Linked DNA regions of Pan troglodytes: region 2 is linked to region 1. The links are chromatin contacts, called in public Hi-C maps. All regions are on one chromosome and are shown on one strand. Each heading gives the region's core, a stretch centred on a gene start, on an enhancer-like site or on the middle of the called end of the contact. The rest is flanking DNA. Distances are from core to core; before and after follow the strand shown. Region 1 holds the start of DESI2 (desumoylating isopeptidase 2). Region 2 holds the start of ADSS2 (adenylosuccinate synthase 2).

Region 1 (2,747 bases), core at 150-2,649:
AGCTGGATGTGGGCCGTGACTTGACCACGTGTCCCTCATCATCCATCAGGCTAGCCCACACTCATTCCTAAGATGGTGGTCACAGGACTCCCAAGTTCAGCAAGAGGGCAAGCCCCAACTCACAAGTGTTTTTTAAGCCTCTGCTTGCATGATGTTAATGTCCCACGTCCACAGCAAGTCACAGTCCAGTGCAGTCAGTGGGGGTAGACACCACCAAAGAGTATAATTTGGGAGACTGGAAATAATTTGTGGCTATTTTCACAATCTGCCACACTCATCTCCCTATTTCCACCTCCTTTGCCTCTGTGAAATCCATTTTCCACACAGCAACCCAAGTAATCATTTTTAAACACACGCACACTCATTTCACTCCCTGGTCCAAACTTATGGCTTCGTTTAAAATACAACCCCTGTTATGAATTTTAAAATCCTTCCGGGATCTGGCCTCTGCCTACCTGCCCAGCTCATCTAGTACCGTCGACTCCTTGCCTATTGTGTCCCAGCAAGAGTGATCTTTTGTTTCCTTGAATACAGAAAACTCCTTCATGCCTCAGATCTTTGCATTTGTTCCCTTTGACTGAAATACTCCTCCCCCTCATATTTGCGGAGCTGGCTTTGTCATTCACATTTCAGCTTAGAACTCATTACAGCGATCTTCCCCGTGCAGCCAATTTAAGAATGACTTCACCTGACTTAAATTTTCTGCAAAGCACATACCAGTGATATTTTGTTTGTCCCTGTTCCTGTTTATCACGGCATTCCCGAGGGCCTACAACACTGCCTGGCACATAGGAAGCACATAACAAACATTTGTTGAATTAATGCAGAGCTGCATACTACGTCCCAGGATTGTGCTAAGCTACGGTTACTGTACCCTTCCCATCTCAGCAGGATAGTTTCACAAAATGTAAATTCCACATTGAGGATTAATTGGATGCACGTTACACCTCATCCCACACCAGTAACTCGTCTTCCTCTATTTCCCCACCACTCCGCTTGCCAAATAAAAAGTGAGGAGGCATTTGGAAAACTTAGGGTCATCACTCTGGTCTTTTGCCACATTTCGCTGGCTTCATCGAGCTCAACGCAACATGAACTACTAAAAGCAGCAGCACCTGCGATGAGAGGGTGAATGAAGGTAGGAGATTTCACCGCCCGCGGGCGGCAAGGGATCTGCCGCAGCTCTAAAGCACTGCATGCTGGGAGTTGTAGTCTCCCGGGGAGGCCTGGTCTGGTAGGACCGGGGCCCCCGCGGCATGCAGGGAGTTGTAGTCGAAGGGCTGTTGAGACTCCGCCTCTGCACTTATAGTAGCAAGGGGGATCCTCACTGCATGCTGGGAACTGTAGTCTTCCTGGGTCCCCGTTCCTCCAGGACGCGGAGGCGCCGGAGTTGCCGCCATTTTAGGTCCCGAGGTGCGCCGGCCGAGAACCAGAGCGCAGGCGGGCTCAGTCCTGGCGCCGGGCCGGCCCCGCCCCCGGGGCGCCTGGCGCCCGCCCCTTGCTCAAGCCCCGCCTTTCCCCACGTGTCTGCCGCCTAGGGGAGGTGCCTCAGCCGGAGCGGGCCGCCAACGGTCCGGCCCCGTCCGCACAGAGGCTCCTGTCGGCGGCGCCCGGGAGCGGCTCGGCTGCCCGATGCTTCCGCCCCGGCTGCCGCGGGCCGGGCTGGACGCTTAGTGCCCGGCTCAGGCCCCCTGAAGCGCCCGCGGGGGTGAGCGCGGCCTCCGGCCCCGCGGAGACGGAGCGGCTTGAGGACGAGGCGGCGGCCGCGGGGAGGAGGATGGGGGCTAACCAGTTAGTGGTGCTCAACGTGTACGACATGGTGAGTGCGGCCCCTGGCGGCCCCGAGCCCTGGCCCAGGCCGGCTTCCTCTCGCCCGTGGGGCTCGGACCCCGGCCCCAGGCGCTTCCTGCCTGGCGTCTCCGCCTCCAGCCTAGTTCTCGGGGGAAGCCGGGGGTAAAGGAGGGAGTATTGTTATTTTTTAATCCTCGCACTCGTCGACGCTCCGGGGAACCCAGTCAGCCCGAGGGTTTTGGCCAAAGCTCGGGTGGGCTTGAACCTCTCCCATCCGCTCAGCTTGGCCCCGACCCCGGCTCTGGGCCCGACCCCTTGGCCGACGTGCAGTGTCCTTTCGGCAAAGCTTCCGTTGCGTTTCCAACCCCACTTGCCGGCCCCCGGGGCTGCCCCAGGACCCCCGTCCCGACCGCCTGCGCTCCCAGCTCCTCTGCTTCTGCCGAACTGGACATCTCTCTCCATGGCTACGTCTTCAAAGACTCCCAAGCCCCTCTAAGTCCAGAAAGTCACAGCTTTCGGGTGCCCGTGCTAGAATCTCCTCAAAGGTGAACAGGAGCCAACACACCCTTTCCTTGTGTGTTAAAGGCAACCTCGTTAAAATATGAATGAGGCTAACATTTCTCAAGAAAATAGCCCAGCTGAATTATTTAGAGATCCCGGTGGTGCTCGTTTCCTACACTCTGAAGACCACTTTCCAGGTGATGCAACAGGTGACGTGACCACGGGAGAGGGAAGGGAAGAAGTTTATTGTATCATCTAACTTTGGAGTATGGCAAGCACGCAGAATCGAGTCCAAGAACTGGTTTGCCTGATTTTTGCAGGGAAATGCCCCCAGAAAAAAGCACCCGGTGGAGAATTGTCGTTGCAGTTAGACGCATGTTTGGGTGTGTTTGCTTGCTTTGTTCTGTAGAATGGGTTTTTGTTCTGTAGAATGGATTAGTACCTCTGACTGCAGT
Region 2 (2,747 bases), core at 80-2,579, 190 kb before region 1:
GTTCACTTTCGATGTCACCTTAACAATGCAAATATTTATTTCTAAATACTCAATTTGACATCCATGTATTTACTTCCCTCACTTTTTTTGAACAGAGAAGGGATTCCTTCCTCTAGGACCAACTAGTAAAAGTAATTTCTCCTTAACTTTAATGTATGGAGCACACTGTAAAAACAAAAACAAAAACAAGAAACTCAGGGCCCTAAAACAACAGTCCAAAGCCCAGAGGTGGGTGGGTTTGGATGTCAACAAAGTGGACCAGAGGAAGCAAAGCACTGCACGCCACGGTCCTGCAGATGGGGGATCGGTGAGTCTGATTTCAGGACGTTTCGAAACAATCCACTTCCACTCCGCCGCCCTGGGCGGGGCGGGGGGGCGGTGATGGGGGGGGTTCTGCCGTCGCGCCGGGTCTCCGCCCGCAGTCGGAAGAGTTGGGAGCAGGCCTCGGGCGGTAGCTCCTCAAACTCGGACCGCATCCCACCTCCACCCTGGCCTCAGTCCCGGCGCTGAGCACCACTCCCCAGACGCAAAACTGCAACTGCCCGGCATCGCGCATCTCTCAAAGGCTCCCCGCCAGCCCACCTCTTCCTCCAGGGCCACCCCAAGTTTCACCCGACGCTCCAGGTCAGGGGTCCCCGACCTCCCGCCATTTCTCCACGTAGCCGCAGCTCAGGACAGGAGGAGAGAGCCTCAAGGTGACACCTCATTTTGGCCAGTGGATCCGGGTTCTGGGTCCGAGTTCCCGGGCACCAGGAGCCAGGCAGCCCGAGCTCCCGGGCCCGGCTTCCCGTGAGAGGCCCGTCGCCTCACCTGGCAGCGGCACACGATGTCGGCGTCCTGCGCCAGCAGGTCCACCACCTTCCCTTTGCCTTCGTCGCCCCACTGCGCACCGAGCACCACCGTCACCCGGTTTCCTCCGGGCCGCGCCCTGGAGCGGCCGCAATCGCCGTTGGGCAGGGAGGATGCCGCCGGGTAGGTCTCGGCGAACGCCATGGCTCCAGTGACGCGAGGAAAGCCCGAAGGAGAGGCGGCCGGCGAGGAGTGAGCGAACTGAACTGCTCTGCGGCCGCCAGCCACATGCAGAGGAAGAAGGAGCCAGAGGCCGGCCCCGCCCCCGCCCCGCCGGGCCGCCACCCTCCAGCCAGTCCCCGCCCCGCTCTCCGCCACAGCCCGCTCAAGGGGGTACCATGACTGCCCCGCGCAGGCCGGCCTCGGCAGCACCGCCCGCAGGAAGAGGCCCTGGTGGCGGCAACGGCCGCCACCCCGGACCGAGGCCACGCCCCTTCCGCGGCCTGGCGCGCCACTCCTGTGCGAACCTCGCGAGCGGAAAAGGTCAGGGGCGGGGCTTCGAGAGCGCTTCCCCTTCAGCACCCCGCCTACCCGCTCTACCTCTCGCTTTCAAACTGGAGAGGCGCGGAAGCGCGTGTGGAGCGTCGGACTACAAATCCCAGCATGCAACGCTCTGGGCTGCGGCGGTGTATTCTGGGGCCACTGTGTCTGCCGTCTGCAGGTTTGTCTGGATTTGTCTTTATTAAGGAATGAATGTGTACAAAATACAAACTGTGGAATTTCGCAGTACAAACAGCATAAAATCGGAACGTGTAAGTGTAGAATTGGAAATTAAAAGTCTGGAAGTAACAGAGATGGGGACAGGGATCAAAAAAGACAAAATTCAAAAGTAAGGCAATAAGATAAAGGACATGAGACCTGAAATCAATAGATCAAGTAAAGTCCTAATCCTCATTTTACATAGTAGTAACAAACGCTCAGAGAGGAGGAGTGGATTACCTATGTCGCATATAGTACATATATGCAGATACCGTCATGCACTTCTTTTTTTTTTAATCCCCACAACCATATAAGGTAGGTGATCCTCTATTATCCTTATTTTACAGGATTTAAAAGCTGGGTAACTTGCCCTAGTGAGGCTTGAATTGGTACTTCGATAGTCTAAGTCCAGAGCCCATGTCCTTCCTGTAGATTCCACTGTCTCTCAGTTACATTTGTAACTAGATTCTGGTGTATACCTACTGTTCATCTAATGCCCTTTCGACACCAACACAAATTAACTATGATGTTTAATTCTGATAAAAGGTGCTTCGAAAAAAAGTGGGAATGGAATCACATTATATGTACCGTCTCCCAAATCGCCTGTACATACTGTATGTTCACTAATGGTCCCTAGAGCACACTTTAGTATTTTATTTCTAGTCAATGAGTTAAGTCAGGAACATTGAGAACCTGCTATTAACTAAGTGTCCTGGGCACTGATAACATAGGAGAAATAAAGATACAATTCAGCCCTCAAGGATTCAAATTATTTGGTCTATTGATTAGTAAACAATTATAATACTATGTGATAATTGTTGTCTATCTTGGCCTTATTACAAGATCACAAACATTTTGGAAACAAGAATGCCATCTATTTCTTTCTAGTCAAATCCCCGAGGTAGTGTTGGGCAGATAGTAGATACTGAATAAGCACACCTTACTAGTCATTTCCATTCAATTTTTTAAAATCATTTATGGGAGACTGATTTGAGTAATAATAAAACTCTGGTTTCCTGCACAGCCAGCTCTACATGAATTACTCTTTCTCTATTGCCATTTGCCTGTCTTGATGAATTGGCTCTGTCTAGGCAGTGGACAAGGTGAACCCCTTGGGCGGTTACAAATTTGGGGGCTTGTCTGGGATTGCCTCTGTGGCTACCTGCTCGTGGTTCAGTGGCCCCCCTCCAGCAATGGAT

The links. Hi-C and Micro-C count contacts between places; a contact is called where the count stands out from the background.
Region 2: a contact with region 1 is called in a Hi-C map of stem cell-derived neural progenitor cells, with 3 times the contacts expected there. The contact joins the promoter of ADSS2 here to the promoter of DESI2 in region 1. A contact is called at or near these places in 1 of 7 Hi-C or Micro-C datasets (stem cell-derived neural progenitor cells) and 1 of 1 datasets of contacts at active chromatin or transcription factors (stem cell-derived excitatory neurons).

Annotation. Positions count from the first base shown.
Region 1 is chr1:4,506,903-4,509,649 of NHGRI_mPanTro3-v2.0_pri, reverse strand. It overlaps DESI2 (desumoylating isopeptidase 2), which reads left to right and starts at 1,399. Exons shown (of 5, transcript XM_016941936.3): 1 at 1,399-1,819. The coding sequence starts at 1,778.
Region 2 is chr1:4,701,518-4,704,264 of NHGRI_mPanTro3-v2.0_pri, reverse strand. ADSS2 (adenylosuccinate synthase 2) reads right to left here and starts at 1,329. Exons shown (of 13, transcript XM_054674895.1): 1 at 1,187-1,329. The coding sequence starts at 1,189. It overlaps CATSPERE (catsper channel auxiliary subunit epsilon), which reads left to right and starts at 1,322. Exons shown (of 22, transcript XM_054674860.2): 1 at 1,322-1,510. The coding sequence starts at 1,453.